Regions from separate parts of the Mus musculus genome. Here region 1 is linked to region 2. The links are chromatin contacts, called in public capture Hi-C maps. All regions are on one chromosome and are shown on one strand. Each heading gives the region's core, a stretch centred on a gene start, on an enhancer-like site or on the middle of the called end of the contact. The rest is flanking DNA. Distances are from core to core; before and after follow the strand shown.

Region 1 (4,626 bases), core at 155-2,654, 82 kb before region 2:
TGATCATTTTACATGTTTTTTTTTTAACTAAAATACTTGCTCAATAAAACACCACCTACAAATTCATACTCTCTATCATGTAAGACAGGAGTGATGAAACCCCACCAAAGGAAAAGCCAATCATTACTGATAAAGAAAAAATTCAAAAAGACTTTCTCTTCTGCCTCTTTCTAGATATCAGGCCATGGAACTCATATCTACAATGCAATAATACAATCAGGAATCCTTCCTATGCAAGTTGCAAACCTGTTGCTGAAACTTAAGGGAGTGGGTGAGTGGGACAGAGACATAGGAAGTGGAATTTACTGGCTTGTGTGCAATTAGATCATCCAGAGACTGGTGAGGTGGTTCAGCAAGTGTGTTAGTCATGACTCTCAGAAAAAACAGAACTGATAGAATATACATGCATACGCACACATACTTACATACATACATACATATTTACATATACATGTGTGTTTATTAGATTGACTTGCATCATGTGGTCCAGGTAGTTCAACAATGGCTGTCTCATAATAGAAAAGTCAAAAAGTTGCTTAGTCCTTGAGGCTGCTTGTCTCCTGCTATTCCAATCTGGTGCCGGAGTCCCAGAAGATTCCTGGAGAGCTGCTGGTCTCAGTCTGTGTTGGAATCCTGAAGAAGCTTGATTTCTGTCAGCCACAGCAATGGGGTAGATAACTTGTCAGCAAAACTGAAGTTTCCTTCTTCCTTGTCCTTTAATGGCGTAGATTTAGGGTGAGTCTTCCTGCTTCAAACAATCTGACTAGGAAAATCCCTCATAGGAATGCCCAACGGAGTGAGTGTTAGTTGATTCCAGATGTAGTCAAATTGACAACCAAGATTAGCCATCACACAAGGCGAATGCCCCTGCTGCCAAGCCTGATAGCCTGAGTTCAATCCCTAGGACACACATGACTTCAAATTACTTTCTAACATTCACTCACATGCTGTAGTACACACACAGACACACACAGACACACACACACAGTAATTAAATACATACATACATACATACATACATACATACATACATACACAAACATATTTTAAAATACCCAGAAATTTACCTCAGCAGTGCTATTCCTGGGCATGAAGACTATAATAACAGAAAGGCTTTATTTTATTTTATATTTTCTTTTTCCCTATATTAGGCTTCAAATTTTCAAATTTCTTTGTTTATTTTTTTTTCCAGCCCCAAACAATATTTTGCTCAGACTGGAAAGCTCTCGTGCTTTTCCTTTCACAACAGTGCTGTTTGAAGGTGTTATTCAGACTTAATATTCTTTAGACTCCAACCCTCATTTCCTCTGCTGGCCTTTCCCACCTGAGTTCTAGGCCAGCACTCCTGGATCTTAGTAACCAGCAATAAGGAAGTAAACACAGTTTTTGACTCAGCCACGCCTGACTCAGTCTGCTGCTCATTGTTCCCCCTGAGAAGCAGAGGAGAAAGAACTGAGGAAACACAGAGGCTGAGCCTAGTGGTGTATGCCCAGAATCCAGGTAGTTCACTGAGATATACACTTCGGATACTGAGGCAGTAGGACTGCTACAAGTTCAAGGCTAGCCCAGCCTATAAGGTGAGATCCTGTCTCAAAACTTAAAAGAGAAGAAGCAAAAAGTCTTCATTATTTAGCTGGTTCCATTTTATTTAGCCATTGGTGTCCTCTGTTGGGAAAGGTATTCGTTTGTCAGCTGACCCTCTTTTGTAAAGAATTTATGGCTTTCCTTTAGAAAAAAACTCAAAACGAGAGCTGGAGAAATGACTCATTGGTTAAGAGCCCTGGCTGTTCTTCCAGAGAACCTAGATTCAATTCCCAGCATCCATCCACAAAGCAGATGATAACTAACTCCTGGGAGACCTAACACTGTCTTCTGGCCTCCAAGGGCACTAGGCAGGCACTTGGTGCACAGACATACACGCAGATGAAACACCCATACACCTTTTAGAAGTTATTTTAGGAAGTACACTCAATCCTTCAAATAACCAACAACAGCTTTCTTTTCTTCCAGGTAGGTTTTAGTCTACTGTGGACCATTGATCCTCGCTTATCTTTGTTTAGGTAATAAATTCCTCAGACAGCTAACACTCTTAGGCAGTATTCTCTACAGGATACTTTTACTGTTCTCCGGTCCACCTGTATTACTTTTATTGCTGTGATGAAATGCATGATGAAAGCCAATTAAGGAAGGGCTCATAGTCTGAGATGCAGATCATCATATTGAGGACAGAACTGGTGGCGTAAGCATGAGGCTGCTGGTCACATTGCTTCCACAGTCAAGAAGCATAGAGAAATGTCCCCCATAGGCTCGGCGTCTAAACACATGCTGGTGCTATTTGGGGAGGTACCAGAGATACAACATCACTGGAAGCATCACCCCACTTCTAGTTAGACTTCTGCTTCCTGATGTGACCTCTCTGCTTCTGGTTCTTGCTGCCCTGTTTACCATTTGCTGCCAGAAAGGTCTCTTAGCTTTCTTTCTTCAACTGTATGTCAAAGTAAACTTTTTCATAACTCACTTTTTTGGCATGGCATTTTATCATAGAAGCACAAAAGTAACTAAATGCAAAGATTAATGTTGGTTCTCAGCTCATTTCCTCATTTTCATTCAGCCCAGGATCCAAGCCCATGGGAAGAAATGGTTCGTTAAGTAGGTCTTCTCTCTTCAACTAAGCCTTCCCGAAAATACCACCCCAAGAGTGAATCCAGCCAGTCTCATGCCTAGGCAAAGAGATGGATACCATGCTCTGCTTACAGACTTCAAAGAACAGAAGTCAAATTCACAGAAGATCGCATAAATATGATCATGGATATTCACAGCCACGATCTTTACAGTACTCCTGTACTAATCAGCCTCCTGCTACTGTAACAAAGTGCCTGAGATAGTTGACTTAGACAAGAAACAATTTTCTTAGCTCATGGGTTTTGACACTCCAGTCTATCATCAAGTGGTCCCACTGCTTGGGAATTCTGGAGGAAGTGTCTAGAGAGAGAATAATGGAGTCAAACCTCCTTTATCATAAACCAGGAAGCAGTAGAGAGAAAAAAGAAGAGACTAGGATCTCTCAGTCCACTTCAAGAACACTTCCTCAGAGACCTAAAGGCCTCCTAGGCTATACCTCCTAAAGGATCCAACACATTCCAACAGTGCTCTGCTCAGAACCAAGCCTTTAAAACCTGGGACAGCAAGATGGCCCAGCAGGTAAAAACACTTGCTGAGCAAGCCTAGTAACCTGAGTTCCATCCCTGGGAGCCACGTAAAAAAGCCAGATGCACTGTCCATATCTAGAGTCCCACAGTCCTTGGGCAATATGGGAGGCAGAGACAGGAAAATCACTTGGAAGTTTATGGCCCAGCTACTCAGGAGTACACAGCACAGTAGCAGCAACAAGAAAGTCAATGTCTCAGAGAGGTAGGAAAAGAACTGACCCCTGAAAGTTTCCCTTTAGCCCCCACAGTCTGCCATGGCACACACTAGTCTACACATTAACACACCAACCATACACACTACCACAACAAACAATACCAGCAATAGTAATAAGATATAAGCATTTAAAAATACATGGACTTTGGTGGAGATGTTTTTCCAAATGATAGCAAGCCCCAGAATCAAAACAACCCACATTCACAATAGCAGATGAATAGATTAACAAAATATGGTACAGTCATCTAATGAATAATTTCAGCTCTAAAAAGGAGTGAAGTACTAATAGATGCCACACTGATAAGCTTTGAAAATGTCATTCTAGCTGTAAGACACCAGACACAAAAAGCCACACGTGGTATGATTTCATTCAAGTGAAATTTCCAGTACAGGCGAAATCCATACAGACAGAAATCAGACTGACACTTGCTAGGGACCAAGGGCAGTGACTGCTAATGACAATTTATTTCTTTTAAAGATAATAAATAGGATCTGAGATTAGATAGTTGCACGTGAATACACTCAAAACCATTGACTGCTTTGAAAATGAAGCTGGGGCTAAACCAGTTACTGTTAGTAAGGTACATGCTGGGGTTAAACCAGTTACTGTTAGTAAGGTACATGCTGGGGTTAAACCAGTTACTGTTAGTAAGGTACATGCTGGGGTTAAACCAGTTACTGTTAGTAAGGTACATGCTGGGGTTAAACCAGTTGCTGTTAGTAAGGTACATGCTGGGGTTAAACCAGTTACTGTTAGTAAGGTACATGCTGGGGTTAAACCAGTTGCTGTTAGTAAGGTACATGCTGGGGTTAAACCAGTTGCTGTTAGTAAGGTACATGCCTTAGAAGCACAAGGACCTAAGCTGGATCCCCAGGTTCTACATTTAAGAAAACAAACCTGAACACAGTGGTGCACACACTTGCAATGCCAGTACTGATGAGGTTAAGAAGGGCTAAGGCTCACTTGCCAGGCAAGCTATGCAACCTATTTGGAGAGAGCAGTGAGAGACCATGTCTCCCCCCCCAAAAAAAGATTATCAGAGATTGGGGAATGACATTTGAGGTTGCCCCTTGGTCTCCTCTCATAGCTGTGCATGTATACAAACACACACACACACACAAACAGAAAGAGAGAGAGATTGGTGAAACATGAACTTTGTCTCAATTAATTTATTATTTAAGAGTGTTCTAAGGACCCCCTTG
Region 2 (4,594 bases), core at 1,104-3,603:
ACATATGTGGTATAGTGTATATTCTACATTGAGTATATTGCCTCTGAGACCTCCCTCTCCTTCGCTTTCTTACCTTTTTCCTTCCCCTTTAATCTCTGTATTCCCTTGAACAGTTAAGCTTCTGCTCCCGTGGTTTTATATACTTAATGATTTTATATATTCAATGTAAATTAAAATCCAGAACCACATATGAGAAAACAAATGATATTTGTCTTTCTGAAAGACTGGCTTAATTTGCTTAGTCTGAGTATCTCCAGTTACATCCATTTTCATGCAAATCACATAACTTCATTGTTCTTTACAGATGAAGAAATTTGGTTGTGTTTATATGTCACATTTTCTTTATCAGTTCCTCTGTTCTTAGGCAGCTTGGTTGGTTTCATACTTAGCTATTCTAAATAGAGCTGCAATAAACAATTGGCATGCAAATGTCTACATGATGTTGATTTGACATCCTTTGGGTAAATACCTGCTGGGTCTATTTTTAGTTGTCTTAGACACTCCTTGGTGATTTCCTTAGTGGCTGAAGTGGTTGATGTTCTTATCAACACTGTTGAAGGGTTCTCTTAGTCCCCACCACCTGTTTATTGTTTGTTTTCTTAATGGCTGTCATTCTGACTAGAGTGAAATAGAATCTGAGTGTTTTAATTCACATTTCTCTGATAGCTAGTGAGATGATATTTGTCTTTCTGAAAGACTGGTTTAATTTGCTTAATCTGAGATGAACATTCTTTCATACATTTTTTTGACCATTTCTATTTCATTTTTGAGAACTATCCTTTCATTTAATTTAGCCCATTGTCAAATACGTTGATTTCATGTTTAGTTTTTGTTTTTGTCTTCCTTTAGTTATCTGTATACTCTAGATATCCTGTTAGTTGTATAACTAGCAAAGATTTCCTCCCAGTTTTGTAGGCAGTCTCTTTCTTTACTGTGCCGAGACTTGCTGACCTCATGAGTTCCCATTCGCTTTAGGATAGGATTCTTTAGTTCTTTGTTTAAGCACTCCTATAATCAAGATCAGAAAATATGACATGGATTCATTACTGTGATTTTGTTCACAATAGATAGTAAATTTTATCTCTCATCCTAATGTTGTCCTTTATATTTAACCTTTGTCTATTTTATGTAGATCTAGGTTCCTACCTAAAATCCAACATCACATTTAGCTGTGTGTTCGTTCCTCTTACAATTCCTCAGCCTTTATGATTTTGAAAGTTATACGCCAGTTAGTTTTTTAAAAGTTTCAGTGGTTTGACTACTTTTTGACAGGAATACTATAGAATAGTGACTTCTGACTCATGTAATGTTGGCTTGCCTCAACATTGTGATACAGTGATCACTTGGTTAAGGCAGTGTCTTCCCATGTGGAGAAGTACTCTGAGAATACGTAGTCTTATTAAATTTCCGTTCTCTAGCTCTAGTGTGTTGATGATTCCCTTCCTTGATTAAAACAATAAGTTACTTTCATTTCTTTAAAAATTCAGTGCTGCTGGGCGGTGGTGGCACACACCTTTAATGGCAGTGCTTGAGAGGCAGAGGCAGGCCAATCTCAAGTTGGAGGATAGCCTGGTCAGAGCAAATTCCAGGACAGCCACGCCTACTCAGAGAAACCCTGTCTCAAATAAACAACAAAAACAAAACAAAACAAAAAACCCTCAGTGTTTGCTTATGATAACTAGAAAATCATGATTTCTTTTCCTGTCATTTCATCTATATTAACTACTTGGCATTCTGTGATAAGAAAGAGTGTTTATATCAGTATGGTCCTCTTATCCTCCACATATGCACCATTGCACATTCACTTACATACAATAAATAGTAAAGTAAGAATGTAATAAGAACTAAGAACAGATGCATAGAATTGCTCTCACAAAACTTAGTGAATGTGTGGAACATAAATTTCAAAATTTTTTATTATTTACTTTTAAATATGTGTATTAGTGTTTTGCCTCTATATATGTTTGTGCACTGTGATTGTACTTGGTGTCTGTTGGAGGTCACAAGAGGGTGTTGGAGCCCCTGGAACTGGAGCATTATTGATAGTTGCAGTCTCCAAAATGGGTGCTAAGAATTAAACTTGGGTACTCTGCAAGAGCAACAAGTGCTTTTAACCGTTGAGATATATCTCTAGCCCAGAACATTTAAAAGAAAACATCTAAGGAAAGAAAAAAATTAAAACAATCTTTATATTTCTAAGGCTATTAAATTCCCATTTTTCATTTAAGCAGTTTACAAGTTTCAGGATTTAGATCACAGCGAAACTAAATGTCCCGTATTAAAAGAATACAATGTAGCTTAGGAGAGGAACCACATAAACATAGCAGACTCTAGCCTGTTCTATGAGTCAACAGCCTCTTGTCATCTCATTCTCCATCCACTTTATACTGTGTGGTTTCCTATTTCCTTCATTTTGGGGCCTTTCATCTTTTTGTGCTTTGCTAAATGTAATATTCTCTCTCTCTCTCTCTCTCTCTCTCTCTCTCTCTCTCTCTCTCTCTCTCTCTGGCATGGTTGTGCATGGGTGTGTATGTGCATGCGTTTTTTACTTTGTAACAGTTGTATCTTGCTTAGTTGGAGGCACTCCTTGAATGTGGAAGTCTTCACATTCTATTTAGAATTACTTTAGAATTACTTATATTACAGCAGTATAGGAGGTGTTTCATTTCAACAAGTCACTTTTTAATAAGAAAGCTAATAGAAAATAACTGAAAATGAACAAAAATTGTCTGAAGGAGTAAACATTTACGTTGTAATAGAAGAAAATACTTAGGTATGTTATTTTTTTAACCCAATGATACCTAATTTCTTTATAGTATACTACAATATTATTCTAGTTTGTGCTGCCTTTAACCTAATCACAGCTACATAAAAATGCATCACTTGATTTCTTAAAAGTATCTGAAGCCAACAGTCATTTATATTTTAATTGTCAAACTTTAGAGGATATAATACCCGGAGGGACTTTAAAATTTCTTACCTCCTTGACATTAGTTTTTAGTAGGTCATAGACAAGTCATTTATATACTGTAAGTGTGTTGTGGGAAAAGTTATCTTAGCAGTCAGGAGCTAAGGAATACCACAAAGTCACACTGCACAACAAACCTCACACAAGAGATTTATTGGGAAAGACACAAGAAGATGGATGCCTCTGCCCAGGTGAAAAGCAGCAGAGAACTGAACAGGAGGCAGGCTTTATATAGGGCTTCTTGAGGGTAGAGCTTACCAGGGGATCTCCGATTGGAGAGATACTGTGGCCTGATCTTAGGGGGCGTTGCTTTGTTTTGTTTTCTGTGGTAGTTGTGGGGGTTGGCAGGGGGTTCAAGCTTTGAGGAGCTTACATATACTGACTTTTAGGTGGCTAGAGAAACAGTTTCATAGTTATGAACACTTAATCCTCTTCCAGAGGAACTGAGTTCAGTTCCTAGCATCCGCATCAAGCAGCTCACAGCCATCCATAACTTCAGCTCCAGGGAAATTTGACTACCTCTTTTAGCCTCCAAGTAGTCCTCACATATGAATAAACTTGTGCAGACACAGATATACATGTAAATGAAAATAAAACAAATCTTGAAACAAATAAACAACATATACCCCCAGGTACTTTTGATATATATCACAGCTAGAACATTGTCTTACAGGATAAATGTCTAACTCAATGGTTCTTAACCACCGTCTGGGTTGCATATTAGATATGCTGCATATCAGATATTTACTTTTTAATTCAGAATGGTAGCAAAATTAAAGGTATGAAGTAGCAAAGAAATAATTCTGTGGTTGGGGGTCACCACAATGTGAGGAACTGTATTAAAGGTCTCTGCATTAGGAAGGTTGAGAACCACTGGTCTAACTCTTTCGAATGGTATGTAGTTCTGCAGTTCCCTTGTCTCCAGCCTCCTCTTCTTCCATGAGTTTATACTTCACCTCAAGAACACTAAGCCACTTAGAATTCCCAGCATCCTTACTTTCTGATACCTTTATGCTCTTACACATAGTGATTCCTCTGCCTAAAACATTCGTATCCATCTCTCCCTTGTACATTGTCCTGTCTCACTGAAGTATCATCCCTTTCCTTTTTCCTTCTCAAACTGAGTTAAACTATACTCAACATACGTAGCCTTATACATAGCACTCACCAGTGTTTTTCTTTGCTGGTTTCTTGTCCTCCTACTAGGTATATATACTTGAGATTAAACTTCATTGTGTCCATCTGTTTCTCCAGTGTCTGGCACATAGAAAATATAGCATAAATATTAAAGGAAGTAGAAACTTCTCATGTGATTTTGGCACACTGAACATATTAGACCCAAGAGTAACCCTACTCTACTATTTTCTGAGGTTCAGATTTTTGTTTTCTTGTTTGTTGTTTGTTTTATTTGGCCAGCTGTTTTTATTGAAATATTTTTCTATTGTTGCATCTTGACTAGGTGAGGATTCCACTGCATGACTGCTGCTTCCATCTATGATGTCATGAAGGTGGCAGCTCACTGATTGTGTGTGCAGGGCGCAGGATCTTAACAGTTCCAGAACGTTTTCTAGATAAAGACTGGTTTCAGACAGTGCTGCCAGTCTCATCAAGAGTGATACTTCCACT

What was found. Capture Hi-C pulls out chosen DNA fragments and counts their contacts.
Region 1: a contact with region 2 is called in a capture Hi-C map of bone marrow-derived macrophages, with 5 times the contacts expected there. The contact joins two enhancer-like sites. A contact is called at or near these places in 1 of 15 datasets of contacts at CTCF or cohesin (CD8 T cells), 1 of 484 Hi-C or Micro-C datasets (bone marrow-derived macrophages) and 1 of 9 other capture datasets (bone marrow-derived macrophages).

Annotation. Positions count from the first base shown.
Region 1 is chr1:60,618,754-60,623,379 of GRCm38.p6, reverse strand. No RefSeq gene overlaps it. Among named protein-coding and RNA genes, the nearest start is that of Gm38388, 22 kb to the right of the region's middle. Within about 2 kb of position 1,404, at least 34 of the 459 cell types and tissues checked have an H3K27ac peak or open chromatin away from gene starts, as enhancers often do. A contact at or near this core is called in bone marrow-derived macrophages, where this site is marked.
Region 2 is chr1:60,537,265-60,541,858 of GRCm38.p6, reverse strand. The region is part of intron 1 of Raph1 (Ras association (RalGDS/AF-6) and pleckstrin homology domains 1); the gene reads left to right. Among named protein-coding and RNA genes, the nearest start is that of Raph1, 27 kb to the left of the region's middle. Within about 2 kb of position 2,353, at least 24 of the 459 cell types and tissues checked have an H3K27ac peak or open chromatin away from gene starts, as enhancers often do. A contact at or near this core is called in bone marrow-derived macrophages, where this site is marked.